Regions from separate parts of the Rattus norvegicus genome. Here region 1 is linked to region 2. Evidence: chromatin contacts called from public Hi-C data. All regions are on one chromosome and are shown on one strand. Each heading gives the region's core, a stretch centred on a gene start, on an enhancer-like site or on the middle of the called end of the contact. The rest is flanking DNA. Distances are from core to core; before and after follow the strand shown. Region 1 holds the start of Stk38l (serine/threonine kinase 38 like). Region 2 holds the start of Fgfr1op2 (FGFR1 oncogene partner 2).

Region 1 (2,855 bases), core at 132-2,631, 140 kb before region 2:
TAGTATTTAAAAAGCTGCAGAGTTCAGTTTTTGAGAAAGAACTTAGTTGGGTAAGGAGGAGATTAAATTTTAAAGCTGCTTTAAATAATAAAAACTGCAAAGAACATCTTTTTATTTGCAGTCTTAGTTTCTATTCCTTGGCTTATTTATAAGCAAACTCAAAAAAACAAATGCTGGGGCTTCCACTATTCAGTTTAATGTGTTTTTTCTGAGTCTAATTTGTTCTTAACTTAACAGCAAAGCCTTTCAAAGGAGTACGGAAACTACGCCGAACTATGCTTCTCATTCTAAACACATTCCAATAAATGGGAAACCAATCAGTACTCTAGGAGAAAAACATCCAGCAGAGTGAAGGTACACACCAAACTTTTATCCCTTGTACTTCGGAGGCCAGGCTTTTCAAAATAAAAGTATTTTTATGACCGCGTGCAATATCGTAATTTATCCTATCTTGAACTAAATTATCTCTCCAAATAGACACGAGCGCAGCTAACTCAAATAAAATGTCTCTAGGCCACGAGGGAGAGAGCATAATAAACTTATTTGTTTTATATATCCTGAGGCATAAGAGAAAAACCTTTCCATGTATGCTTGTGCGTGTGACAACACAACTTGATATGCAAATAACAAGACTTATTGACTTAAAGAAGGGAGACCTGGCCGGTTTAAGACACGACTGCCAAACAAGGGTAATCACCACCTTAAAACCCTGAACTTTGTTCGCCTGGCTTCTTGGCAGTCGTGCGGCTAATACCAGACCTATTTCCATAAGTGGCTTCTACCAAAACGGATCCCGAGTTTTGCAAAGGAACCGGAGAGCGCACGGGCTCTGCACTGAGTCCCGAGGGGCGGCAGCAGCGCACTTCTGCACCAGCCGCTGCTCCAGACCCATCTCTTCACAGCGTTTCTCCAAACTTCGGGACCCAAGAGACCCCGCACCATAGAAAGTAGCATCGGTGACCGGGACACAGCCGCTCGGGCACAGTTTGACGCTGCTGTGCACCGTCAACTTTGTGCCGGCGAGTCGTGCCCTCTGCGTCCGGAGGGGACGGGAAGGTGGGCCCGGAGCAGGGTGCGCGCGGGGTTGGCGGCTTCGCTCCCGGTGCGCAGGCTGCCGCACCCGGCTCAGCGAAGGCCCGGGTGACTGACAGGAGCTGGGGGCGCGGCCCCGCCTGCAGCCCGGGGACGCCGCGCACGGCCGCGGTTCTCCGCTCCACCGGGGAAACCAGGGCCGGACGCCGCGGGCCGTGCCGCGCCAAGCCCCTCATACCTCCACGCAGCGAGCGCCGCCCTAGCCCCGCGGCCCTGCCCTGTGCCCGCGCTCGCGCCCGCGCCCGCTCTCACCTGCCGGTGTCGCCCGCTCCCGCTCAGCCTCCTCCTCAGCCACCGCAGCCAGCGGCGCGCGTCTGTCGCGCCAAGCCCCGCCCCGTTCCCGCCCCGAGAGGCGGTGCCAAAGCGGCCGCACCGGAATCTCGCGAGGCTTGACTCCTAGATCTTTAAGGGGTCGGCCCTGACGTCATACGCTCCCAGGCGGAAGTAGCCTTCTGGCGTCAGCGCCAGTCTTAACCCCCCCCCCCCCCACACACACACACACACACACAGCCCTTCGCCGGCGGAAGTGCAGGTTGGTCCAGGAGCCTGTGGTCAATCCAGTCACTACTGGGCGAGGTCTAACATCTTTGTCCCATGGCCCTCTCTAGTTAGAAGTGGTTCCGCCTGACCCTGAGAGGGGCCTGGTGTGAAACAGCACGGCTCAAGGCTGTGCAAAAATGGCTCAAAAGAGGGGAGATCACCACTGTAGCAGCTCTGTGACTTCCATGTCTCTGTAACTGGACCCGAAAGACTTAGAAGGAGTTAGAATTTAGGAGGGCCACAAGAAAATTGCCAGCATACACGAAAACTTTGCTAAACTTACCTGAAAATCCCAGAAGAGCTGGCAACGTACCATACAACATTAGGCTGGAAAATTGCCATCGTTTTCTTCCCTTTCCTCCCGATACCCGAAAATGAGCAAAGAGCCAAACACTATACAATGTGTGTGCTCTGCACGCTCCTTAAGTGCTACTATACACCATGTGTCCTACGCACACCTATGATCAATTTATACATCCTGCACGGATTAACGATAACCATAGGCTTCAGCAAACTTAACAACATTCACTTAAAGCACAAAAACAGACAAACTTTAAAGCCAGGTACAGTGGCTCATGCATGTAATTCCACCACCCAGGAGGCTGAGACAGAAGCTGCAGCGACTTTGAGATCAGCCTGGGCTACATAGTGAGTTCGAGCCCGGCTAGAGCAACAGAGTGAGACCCTCAATAGTACAAAAGCAGGCTCAAGCTTCTCTTTGACTTCTCCAGACAAGGACCATACCTCCCAGTGGGCCAAAGCTTCACATACACAGCACTAACACTACAGAGAAACTGCTAGCCTCCGGAGCGCCACACAGTGAGGGTGGTGAGAGACCTCACTGGCTACTTAGAATAGCATTCGGTTTAAAACGTATGAATCATTTATTTCTGGAATGTTCCACTTCGTATTTTTGGAACATGGTTGACTGTGGGTAATCAGAAACTGGGGGTGGGGTGTGGGTGGGGGTTGAATCTGTGGATAAAGGGAGAAGAGAGTGTGGTATTTGGAAAATTGCTTTCCTGTGGGATGATGCAGGGAGAGTTTTAGGAATGTGACACGGTTGTGCTTAAGGTAAAACTGGTCTTTAAGTAGGACCAATAGGGGGTTGGGGATTTAGCTCAGTGGTAGAGCGCTTGCCTAGCAAGCGCAAGGCCCTGGGTTCGGTCCCCAGCTCCAAAAAAAAGAAAAATGAAAAAAAAAAAAAAGTAGGACCAATAGAA
Region 2 (3,160 bases), core at 189-2,688:
CATTATAAATAGTATATAATAATAATGCTTGCTATGAGCCAACACTGAACTAGCATTTGTTTTAAACATGAGTAAGACACGATTCCAGATTCAAGTTCAAGCTGGCAGGAGAGACAGGTAACTGAACAAATAATGCATCCTAATAAATACTGCGGAATTATGTCAAGAGCTCTGGGAGTTCACTGTGTTATCGATGTCACCCGAGGGAGTCTAAAAAGACGTAGGGTTTTGAGAGACGATGAGACAGAAGGAAAACCAAGCATCCCAACAGACTATCTGGGTTCACACAGCAGTGGCGGAAATGTGAGGTATGCTTGGGAAACCCCCAACAGCCGGGCATAAGTGGATGGTAAAAAATTAGGGGCGGCAACAGGATGGCCCTGAAGAGGTAAAATATGATTTAAGATAGGACGGTAAAAAGCCCTGACGGATCGGTAGGCTTAAATTAGAACTTGAAAAAGTTTAAGGAGAGAGAATGCATTTCACAGTAAGTATGGAAGGCTGAGGCGGGCACACCGGTTTGGGGTGGAGGAAGGGCAACTGTCATAGTCACAGTGAAAGAAGCAAAAAATCTGGTGCAGTGTGAGTGGAATACAGAGCCTTAGACAATTCTGAGGTCCGTGTTCTGGAAAGGGGGACGGTACTACGATCAGGGACCGGAAGAAAAGAGACAGGGTCCTCACTCTTGTCAAAGATGACAGTGGCAATATACGGCATGAGTCTTTCAAAGAATGGGATAAAGAAAGAATGCGTGCGGATCACACACACAAATAAGCATCCAGCCCCCACTCATCACTCTGGAAGCAGAGGAACTGCACTGTTCCTGAAAATGGTGGAAAGCACACACTTGGAGCTTCTGAAACATCTGTCTGAGGGAAGCCAGTTGTTCCAACTTGGAACAGAATTTGGAAGGGCGCTGAGGGATTCAAACGATCTCAGCAGCTCCCTCAGGATCGTGGCTAAGTCCCAGTCGCAAACGCGGTCGAGTGCGCTGAGGCAAACTCAACACCGACAAGTCCCTCCAGCCACCGCCCACGGAGCTCCGGAGTGGCAGGAAAGGAAACCCGGAAAGGGTGTCCCGTGGCCTGCAGGCCCGGGGGTTTTCATGGAACTTTCCGTACCTCTGTTCCCGGCAGGAGCTCAGTGAGAGCACGGAGACAGGGAGCCCGGCTCAGAGGTTCACCCACTCGTGTTTTTCCACTCAGCTTCAGTCCCCCTCAGCCGTCAGAGACGGCGACCACCACCCGCGAGATGGAGGCGCCCAGAGAGTGCTCTCCGCGGCCTCGCTGCGCCTGCTCAGCGAGCGGACACACAGCCCTGCTCACACAGCGGCAGGGAGGATCCGGCAGCCCGCTTGCCTCGGCTCCATCCCGGGCGGACCAGAACCTCCGCTACTGGCAGCCACACAGCGACAAGCCTCGCGAGACTTCCCTCCGCGAGTTACCGAAAGCCCCGCCCCCTGCAGGCGGCTGGCTGTTGATTGGTGGATGGGTAGGGGGCGGGGCTTCCCTCTTCTGCTCTCACGGGTTTGCTCTGGCGGCTCGCACTCTCTCGCGCGTTTTCCGAGGGGCTACCGGTCTGGACTGAAGGCGGAGAGGGGAGCTTGAGTGGGTGCGCTCTGCCTGTGCAGAGCCGAGGCCGGCTTATCCCGGCTGCGGCTAGTACTTTGGGGGTTCTCTCAGGTGGTCCTGACCATTCTTCCCAACGGTCGATTGGGAACAATCGTTAGAGCCTTCTTTTTTTTCCCCTCACTTGCTCCGCCCTCTTCCGGTTCGGCCTCTGGTAGCCTCTAAGGGGAAGGGGAAGATGGCGGGACTGTGCGAGAGCGCCGTGCGCACGCGCGAGCCCGAGTGCGCTTTGGTGGGTGCACGCGCATGCGCGCGCTCCTGCGTTTAAGAAGCCGGAGTGTTGGGCGATGAGCCGGGCAGTCAGTCTTCTGCGGGTGGTACCAGACCGTCTGTGCGCCGACTCCCCACCCACCCTCGTCTGCCTTCTCCCTTAGCCTCCGTTCGCTCACTACAGGACCAGGCACGAAAGTAAGCGAACCTCGACGCCGAGGGCTTTCCCGTCCACTCACCTTGTCCCCCCCCCCCCACCCCTCTACCTAGCAGCCAGGTGTGTGCAGAAGGTTGCAGACAGGGACTTTGGGCGGGGAGAGGCGGTGCGCTCCAGAGCAGCCGGAGGTAATAGCGGGTCCCTAAGATGCTTCGTTACACTTGCTCTGTTTCCCATGTGCTTTTAGAATGTAGATTTTTAAAAAAAAATTTTTTTTGCTCTAAAATTTTAAGAGCGAAGCGGGGCAGTGCACCACGTGTGTGTGTGTGTATACATGTATATATATGTGTGTGTGTGTGTGTATATATATATATATATATATATATATATATATATATATATATATATATATAAAAGTTTTAGAAGTGTTTCCTCCTCATCTGCATGAGATAGCATCTGTTCTGGTCTACATGGTGAATTACTGTAGTGTATTGCAAGTTGAGGGAGAGGATGAGAGTTTGGGCCATAGGAAGACCCAATATGCAAGTTACCTTAGGAGATGTGTGTGTATTTGGGGTTATACTTTTGCTGTCAGTCTTTTCCTGTGGATTTTCCTCGGCCCCTAAGAAGGGTCAGCATAAATACATTTGAAGAATGGATCTGTGGTTTGTGGGCATAGGAATCAAATACAATGCGTATAAATGTTTTCTTCTATTTTAAGTGCTTTGTAAAAGAAAAAGAAGTATGAGCTAATTTCATGTGGTAAATTGACTGCATGGTATGACGTAGCTTATTCCTTGAACTGGCACCTTTACCTTGCCCTTTTTTGCACAAAATTCTTGGAACTTAGGATCCCTATCAAATCTTGAGGAAAACACACCTGTGAGAAATCACTTGAGATAAATAAATGTTGTGTCAACGTTTCGACTAGTATGTTTATCCTTTTACAGATTAAAACAAAATGAAGATTTTTTCTGAATCTCATAAAACAGTGTTTGTTGTGGATCACTGCCCATACATGGCAGAATCCTGTAGACAGCATGTGGAGTTTGATATGCTGGTGAAGAACAGGACCCAAGGAATCATCCCTTTGGCTCCCATCTCCAAATCTTTGTGGACTTGCTCAGTAGAATCTTCCATGGAATATTGTAGAATAATGTATGAT

The links. Hi-C and Micro-C count contacts between places; a contact is called where the count stands out from the background.
Region 1: a contact with region 2 is called in a Hi-C map of liver, with 3 times the contacts expected there. The contact joins the promoter of Stk38l here to the promoter of Fgfr1op2 in region 2. A contact is called at or near these places in 3 of 12 Hi-C or Micro-C datasets (Schwann cells, frontal cortex and liver) and 1 of 1 datasets of contacts at active chromatin or transcription factors (oligodendrocytes).

What each region holds. Positions count from the first base shown.
Region 1 is chr4:181,363,477-181,366,331 of GRCr8, reverse strand. Stk38l (serine/threonine kinase 38 like) reads right to left here and starts at 1,381. Exons shown (of 15, transcript NM_001083336.2): 1 at 1,345-1,381.
Region 2 is chr4:181,220,576-181,223,735 of GRCr8, reverse strand. Fgfr1op2 (FGFR1 oncogene partner 2) reads right to left here and starts at 1,438. Exons shown (of 7, transcript NM_201421.2): 1 at 1,122-1,438. It overlaps Ints13 (integrator complex subunit 13), which reads left to right and starts at 1,501. Exons shown (of 17, transcript NM_001398932.1): 1 at 1,501-2,036; 2 at 2,946-3,160. The coding sequence starts at 2,957. It also overlaps the pseudogene LOC134486871.